Regions from separate parts of the Mus musculus genome. Here region 1 is linked to region 2. The links are chromatin contacts, called in public Hi-C maps. All regions are on one chromosome and are shown on one strand. The core of a region is the stretch at or near the end of the contact, and the rest is flanking DNA. Distances in the headings are between cores, read along the strand shown.

The links. A called contact is a pair of places that touch in the nucleus more often than the background predicts.
Region 1: a Hi-C map of liver shows a contact between it and region 2, with 2.2 times the contacts expected there. The contact joins two enhancer-like sites. A contact is called at or near these places in 3 of 484 Hi-C or Micro-C datasets (the HPC-5 cell line, bone marrow-derived macrophages and liver), 1 of 115 datasets of contacts at active chromatin or transcription factors (embryonic stem cells) and 4 of 9 other capture datasets (adipose tissue, liver, macrophages and 1 more).

What each region holds. Positions count from the first base shown.
Region 1 is chr16:13,274,546-13,277,964 of GRCm38.p6, reverse strand. The region is part of intron 2 of Mrtfb (myocardin related transcription factor B); the gene reads right to left. Among named protein-coding and RNA genes, the nearest start is that of Mrtfb, 20 kb to the right of the region's middle. Within about 2 kb of position 1,569, at least 42 of the 459 cell types and tissues checked have an H3K27ac peak or open chromatin away from gene starts, as enhancers often do. A contact at or near this core is called in adipose tissue and liver, where this site is marked.
Region 2 is chr16:13,187,797-13,191,364 of GRCm38.p6, reverse strand. No RefSeq gene overlaps it. Among named protein-coding and RNA genes, the nearest start is that of Gm32596, 30 kb to the right of the region's middle. Within about 2 kb of position 1,459, at least 45 of the 459 cell types and tissues checked have an H3K27ac peak or open chromatin away from gene starts, as enhancers often do. A contact at or near this core is called in adipose tissue and liver, where this site is marked.

The DNA of each region.
Region 1 (3,419 bases), core at 320-2,819, 86 kb before region 2:
AAGGACTGCTCCTAGCAAGGTGCTGACTGACAGCGGCCTGCAGCAGCTTAGTTCTAACATACATGATGTTCAGAATGTAAAAGCAAGCAGCTGCAGACACAGGGCCTACCATTTTCCTCCTTGGCATGTTAAGAAAAGAGCATGTGCTCATAGTATGCAAGTGTTCAGAGGGTCAAGTGTTCATAAGAGCCAAACATAGATACATCTTAACAGTAGTGAGCAGCCAGTAGGCCACAAAGCTGGCATACCCACACAGCACAATGGCACTGAAGGGGACAAGCACCAACACACCTGAAAAAAACAAAGCATCTCATGAAAGCAGCAAACAGGATTCTGTTAAGTAAATCTAAAGTTATAGAAATGACATCAGCAGATGCCTAGAGATAGGCAAAGGGCCATGAGAGTAGACTGCAGAGTGGCACCAAAAGCCTTAAGGGAGGACAGACATGTTCATCCTCCTTATCTATTGATGGTGCCTTTGGCATTTGAGTGTATTGGAACTGATTAAACCGAACATTTGAAATCATCAATTACAGTTCAAGATGACTATCAGAGGCTCAGTGATGAAGCCCAGCACAATGTAAAGCCGTGGGTTGAACCCCTATCACTAATTTTAAAAATATAAAGTAAATTTAAAAAGATTATAAGTTGGTGTGCTCAGTAGTTTCGTCAACTTGACACAACTGGCAGGACTCTGGGCAATCTGTGGGGCATTTTCCTGACTGTGACTGAAAGCATAGGCCCCATCTATTTGTGGCCAGCACTCCTGGGCAAGTGTCCTGAGTTGTGTAAGAAAGCAGGATTTGCAAACCTTGGAAAGCAAGCCTGTAAGCAGTGTCCCTCTTCTGTTCCTCCCTTAGCCCCTGCCCTAGCTTCCCTCAAGAAGGGGCTGTACAGTACAAGCTAAAACAAACACCCACCTTCCTCTTCCAGGTTGGTTTTGGTCAGTGTTTTATCACAACTCGTAAAACAGAAAGGAACTAGAACACTGGGCTAAAGCTTGGTGGGAGGGCCTGCCTAGCACACACAAGGCTGTGTCACATATCAACTGCCATTAAAAATAAAGAGGTGCTCACCATTAATCCCAGCCCAAAGCCAGCCTGGTCTACATAGCAAGTTCCAGGCCAGCCAAAGCTACACATTAACCCCATCACAGGATGAAGAAAAGGAAGAAAAGGAAAAAGAGAAAAGAAAAGATGAAAGGGAGAGGAAAGAAAGGGAAAAAAAGAAAGAGAGAAGGAAAGAAAGAAAAGGAGAGGAAGAGCAAGCTGCCTGAATTCTGCAGCTCTTTCAACAGCACACTGAGACTTTGGCTGTGGCAAAGGACTAATGTTACTGCCTTCAACACATCTTTCCTTTTGACCTTTGCTCTATATAAGCACAACTGTAAAAGTAAATGACTACTGGGTGGAAAAGTGAACTAACTGGTCTCCCTGGATTGCGCAGTGGTCTGCTGACTGGCTTTGAAGAAAGCCCGAATGTTTAGCTCAGCCATGAACACTGATTGCTCTGTCACTAGATACTGAAATCATTACTGCTACAACCTGTCCTAAAGTGGTTCATTAACTCAGGTAAACATTCACTACACATGCTCTTTGTGTCTGGCATTGTTGAAGTGCTGGACTTCATGCAGCAGGGCCAGGATCACATTCCAAAGCTCTTCTGCATCTTCTGTTGGATGGACTTAGCTACTGTACTAAGCACAAAGTGAAGGAAGACAGTGGAAAAATGCACAGTAGCCAGCCCAGGACAGTCACTCTTATAATGGAGCTAGCTGGCTCCAAAGAGGTCCTTCTTACTTGGACTTGGAAAGGGTATGGAAGGGTAACAAGGACTAGACCCAAAGGTTGTAAACTAGTAATAACTGAAATTTTCAAGTAAATTCTTAGCGACTATATCAAAGATAATACTCCATACCATAACTTTTCATTTCTGTTTTCAGGGGGTCTATTTGTATATTTTCTGTTCCAAACAGGTTCTTGCCCTGGCTAGGCTGGTACTCATAATGTAACCTAGGCTAACATTGAGGAGCAGTTGACAGGCAGCCTTTTAGCCCCTGAGTACTGGGATTACAGATATGGACTTAAGTCCTTGGACTTAAAAAACTGTTCTCCATTCCTGGCTTTAGAGACTCCTATGCTCTGGACCTCGTGTGAGAACTGCATCATACAGAAGGCACATGTGCTTTATTTAGTATTCAGCAAAGCCCAGAAGACACACATCTTCCAACTGAGCAAGAACATCCATTTGAAAACTACTCTTTTCTGTTCCTTGCATTGATGATATTTCTGGCTTTTTCTCTAAGAGAACTCACTGAATGGATGCCTGGAGTACATGCTACTGTTAAGAGTTTCAGGTTCCCTTGGGAAAGTTTCTTCTCTTATAAGTAAATGTTTTCAGTTACCTCTGAAATACCATGTTCTATCTTCTCAAAGGAATAACCTTACAAACAGCAAGTTTTCAGTGGTTTTTGCCCAACAGAAGGATTCTCTATAGTATGTTAAATGCACCATGCCCTAAACCAGCCCCACGTTATCCTCCTGCTCACTTGCCATCTCCACTATCAAATAGTCTTAATATATATTTTACTTTGAAAGGAAATACTGTTCCATGGCATGGCCAACATCTGCTGTCAGCTACTGATCATTTGGCCCTTCAAACGCTATAGTTCCATCATCCTCACTATGCTAGGGAACATTCCGATGGTGGTAACCATGTCACAAGCACAGAGCTACTTCTCATTACTAACAGCTCAGAGGACACCTTGGACTGTGTGACAGAGAGGCTCCCAGGCTAGGTGTAGCCACACCTGCTGAGAATGTGGGCTCACCTCACCATGTACATCTACAGTTTAATTGTTATCAGTGGGGCCAATATTCTGAAATTTCCCTTAATCTTAGAAGACAGGTAATGACAACAAGGCTGGCTGCACACCTCACTCCAAGTTCTAAGTATCTGGAAGCACACAGCCTATACTACTATATGCAATGAAGCCAGGTCTTTCTGGTAGGTTGGCTCAATGGATACAATGTTTGCTATAAAAGCATGAGGCCCTGACTTTGATGCCCAGCACCTCCACCACCTCCCTGAACATGCCCCTTCCCCTACAAAAACTCAGCTGAGCATGGAGCTGGAGAGGTGGCTCAATGGTAAAGAACACTCACTGCTTTTGGCAGAGATCTGGGTCACAAGCAACTGCAGCTCCTGTTGTAGGGGATCTGATACTCTCTTCTGGTCTCCATAGGTTCCTACACTCAGATGGTGCACAAACACATCATCAGGCATATACAGATATGCATAAAATATTTTTCTAAAAGCTGGACATAGCAGCTTTTAAATTTTTTAGCATTCGATGGCTAGCCAATGTAGCCACATCAGCAGGCCCTAGGGTTCAGTGAAAGACCCTGTCTCAAAACATA
Region 2 (3,568 bases), core at 210-2,709:
CTGTCACAGCTACCACTCTCTGTCCCCAGTAAATGAGTCAGCACCTGGGCTACTCCAGGGGACATAGCTGTTGTTCATTCTTTGGTCAGTCAACCATGCCCCATCTCTCAGTCAGGCTCTCCCATATAAATTCCCCATCATTTGTAATATCTTTATTTTTATGTGATTATTGGGTTATAACATCCACCTTCCTCACTGGACTCCAGACTTTTCAAGAGCAAGGACTGATTCTGCTACACTGAATTACCCGGGTCAATGTTCTACTGCTGTGAAGAGAAACCATGGCCATGGATGGCAGCTCTTATAGAAGAAAGCACTTAGCTGGCCTTGTTTACAGTTTCAGAGGTTTAGTCCTCCATTACCATAGAGAGGAGCATGGTGTCACACATGTCACCAACCCCATCATGGTAAACATGGGTACCGTGAACCTGAATTCATGTCCTCATGTTTTTGTGGCAAGCTCTTTACAGTCAGCCATTGCTCCGACCACCGTTGTGAGCATTTTTTGAATGAAAGACTGGATGTGACTGGAGCCCAGAGGCACCCATCCTAACTCATCTGCAAGAGACGAAGGACATTTACATTTTTCACTTAAAAACCAGCTTGTGTCACATCATCAGCTCTGGCACAGAGGAGAGGGTCAGCAGATAAGGAGAATAAACAAATGAAGTAACACTGTTCCTTCCCAGAGAGAAGGCGGTTAAGTTCACAGAGAGGGAGAATGACGGGAAGATCCGACGTGTCAGTGAACCCAGTCAAGTCCAAAGGTTCCATTCAGACCAAGCAGGTCTGGTTCTAGGGCCACTGAGCCACATGCCAGCAAACAGAGGCAGCTTCTAGCACAAACTGAACTAGTTTGCAGGGGACAATGCTTCTTTGGACTTTGGTGCAGAAAGTTCTGGGTCAGATACTTCAAGTTTAAGTGGGTCATGGCTTTATCAATACGCCAAAACAAAAAAACAAAACAAAACCATCCAGGGTTGTGGTTGTGTCTGCAAGATAACTGGGTCTTTGCTGCCAGTTTGGGAGGATGCTAAGAAGATTCGGATGTTTCTTCCTCGTCACCATATCCTCCTTCCTAGGTGTCCTGGCGGGGTTTCTCTGCACCTTACATTTCACCAAGACACTTGGTTTTTGTTGTTGTTGTTATTTGTTTTGTTTGTTTTGTTTTGTCAATCCCTGTGGGTGACAAGGAGATCACAGCCAATCTTTAAGCACCACTTGGAAACTAAATAACCCCAGCCCTCCTGAAACACACTGAGCACTAATCAGAAATCTGGGTGTGCAAATGTGTTTGGGTCTCAAGCCTCCCCAGCTAACAGAAGGGGCTGACCTCTGACCTACAGAATTCCTCCCCAAACCAGAGTAAAGGGGGAGGGGTTTCCCGAGTCCTAGGCTCTGGCCGGTTCCCAGAATGAGCTCATTGCTTATTCTTAGAGACCGAACTCTCATTAAACAAACAGCAACTATAAATAGAGTGGGGATCCGCTTGGTGTCACCAAAAGGTCCTCTCCGTGGGACAGACTCACTAAAAGGACGTGAGTCCTTTCTTAGGCTACCTGAGTGATACTAAGTGGGGAAGGGTTGCATTTTTTCTTTTCAAGTGTGATCCAGAGGTGAGCTAGACCCTGGGGTTTAACCTGGTTCCTTTGCCCACGATTCCCTCCTCCCCCGTGCACACACTGGCAGTCATAAGACAGCGAGAAGCTCAGCAGAGAAGGGAGATGCCACTCCTCCATCAACACTCCAGCAGGGCAGCTTCGGCAATTCCCTCTGGGAGTGGATCATGGTTCAGGCTGTTTGACAGTGTTCTGGCCTTTTAGATGATGAGATTGCTGAGTCTGAAAGGGAGCATTTCCTCCTGGCTCCCTTCCTGTTACCGAGCTCAGGAAGACATGGATGCCCGTGGCAGACTCTGGGCTAGGAAGTGAAAAGACCAGCGTAAGCCTGGTATTTATGAAAAGAAATAATATGGGGCTCATCTTCTAGTCCTCTTGTGGCTTTGGATCTAGCCACCCTGAGGCCTGCCTGATTGAGAGACAACCTAAGTAGGAGCAACTTGTTCTAACTGGACAGTCATCAGGCCATAGGGTAACAATACCCAATGCTTAAATAACAAGAGCTGTCCTTGATATAGCCTACAGACAAGGACTTTCATATATTACTAAGAGCTGTGTAAAAATCAATTTTGATTTTTCCCCTAACCCCCATGGGCTAGGGCCTATTGCTACCCCTAGAGGAAATGAAGGCATGAAGAAGTAACATACTTTGCACAGGGTAACACAGCCAGGGAAGATATAAACAACATCTACTCCTCCTACAAAGGTTGCAATGACAAGCTGAGGCACAATTCCACAAAAGTTCACTTCCTTACAGAGTAACAGGGAAGAGATTATGGGCAGGAGTGTGGCAGTGCTTAGAGCAGCCACACTGGAGGGTCTGCACACAGCAGGCATTATGACTCTCTAGTAGCCACACAGATGCAGGCCCTTCCCAGTCCTCAGTCTACATTCTCAAGCACCTCCTCCATGAGGTATCCTGAAATTAGGGCAGAATTGTATACAATTGGCTGGGAGAAGTGGCTGAAAGAGTGGTGGTCCTGTGACCCTCCTTGCCCTTCCTTCACAGAGACCACCAACACTCAACAAGCCCAAATGTGAAGATCTTTTGCTAGAGGGCTGAGTTTAACTGGCAAAACTGGTAACAGTTTGACTTGGAGGATAGACATGGACAACACAAGGCCATGTTATCTGAAAGGACTAGAGTGAAGACACTCCGAGCATCCCTCTCAGTCTGAACTGGAAGGAAGTGTCTCATTTACCCTGCTGCCCCAGGTAGAGCCTGCCTGGCTGAGAATGCCAAGCTGGGGAGCCTCTCAAGGCCTCACAGGCTGCAGGCTGCTCTGCTTTGGTGCCACACTGGTGGCGGGAAGGGGAGGGTTGGTTTTCCTTTACTGTTTAGGGCAGCTCAAGGTGGCAGCTTCACTAACTCACAGTAGAATATCCCCTACTTGTCATGAAAGATGGCAAAGCCCAACAAACAATACTTCCCTGCCTGTCCAGAGGGCTCAGCCAGCCTCCCTCCCTCCCAGCACTGCATTTACAGTGCTACATCCTCCTTTGGGGACAGAAGAGCTGGGTGACTATTGTCAGCATGTATCTGAGGCTTTGCTGGGTCCACGGGCCTGCTTTATGTTCATCAGTGGTATGATGCCATCTCCTTAAAAACTTCACTAAGTAAACAGGAGCATTGTCTCTATCAGGAAATTAGAGACATGGAGATTTAAAGCCATAAAAGTTGCAAAGGGCTTTCCAGCTGTGAAGGTAAGGTAATTGTCAGTTTGACAATTCCTTTGGGAATGCCTGCTGTAATGGGAAGAGTTGCCCACTGTGGGCAGCACCATTCCCTGGGTTGTAACCTTGGACTCTATAAATACAAACAGGGATCTGAGTGGCAGCTTGACTTTTCCCCTTTGCACCCCAACTGTGGATGTAATGAGAGCAGCTGCTTCCAGTTCCTGCTGGTCTGCCTCCCCACCGTGACGGACTGCATCCTTGAACTGTTAAGT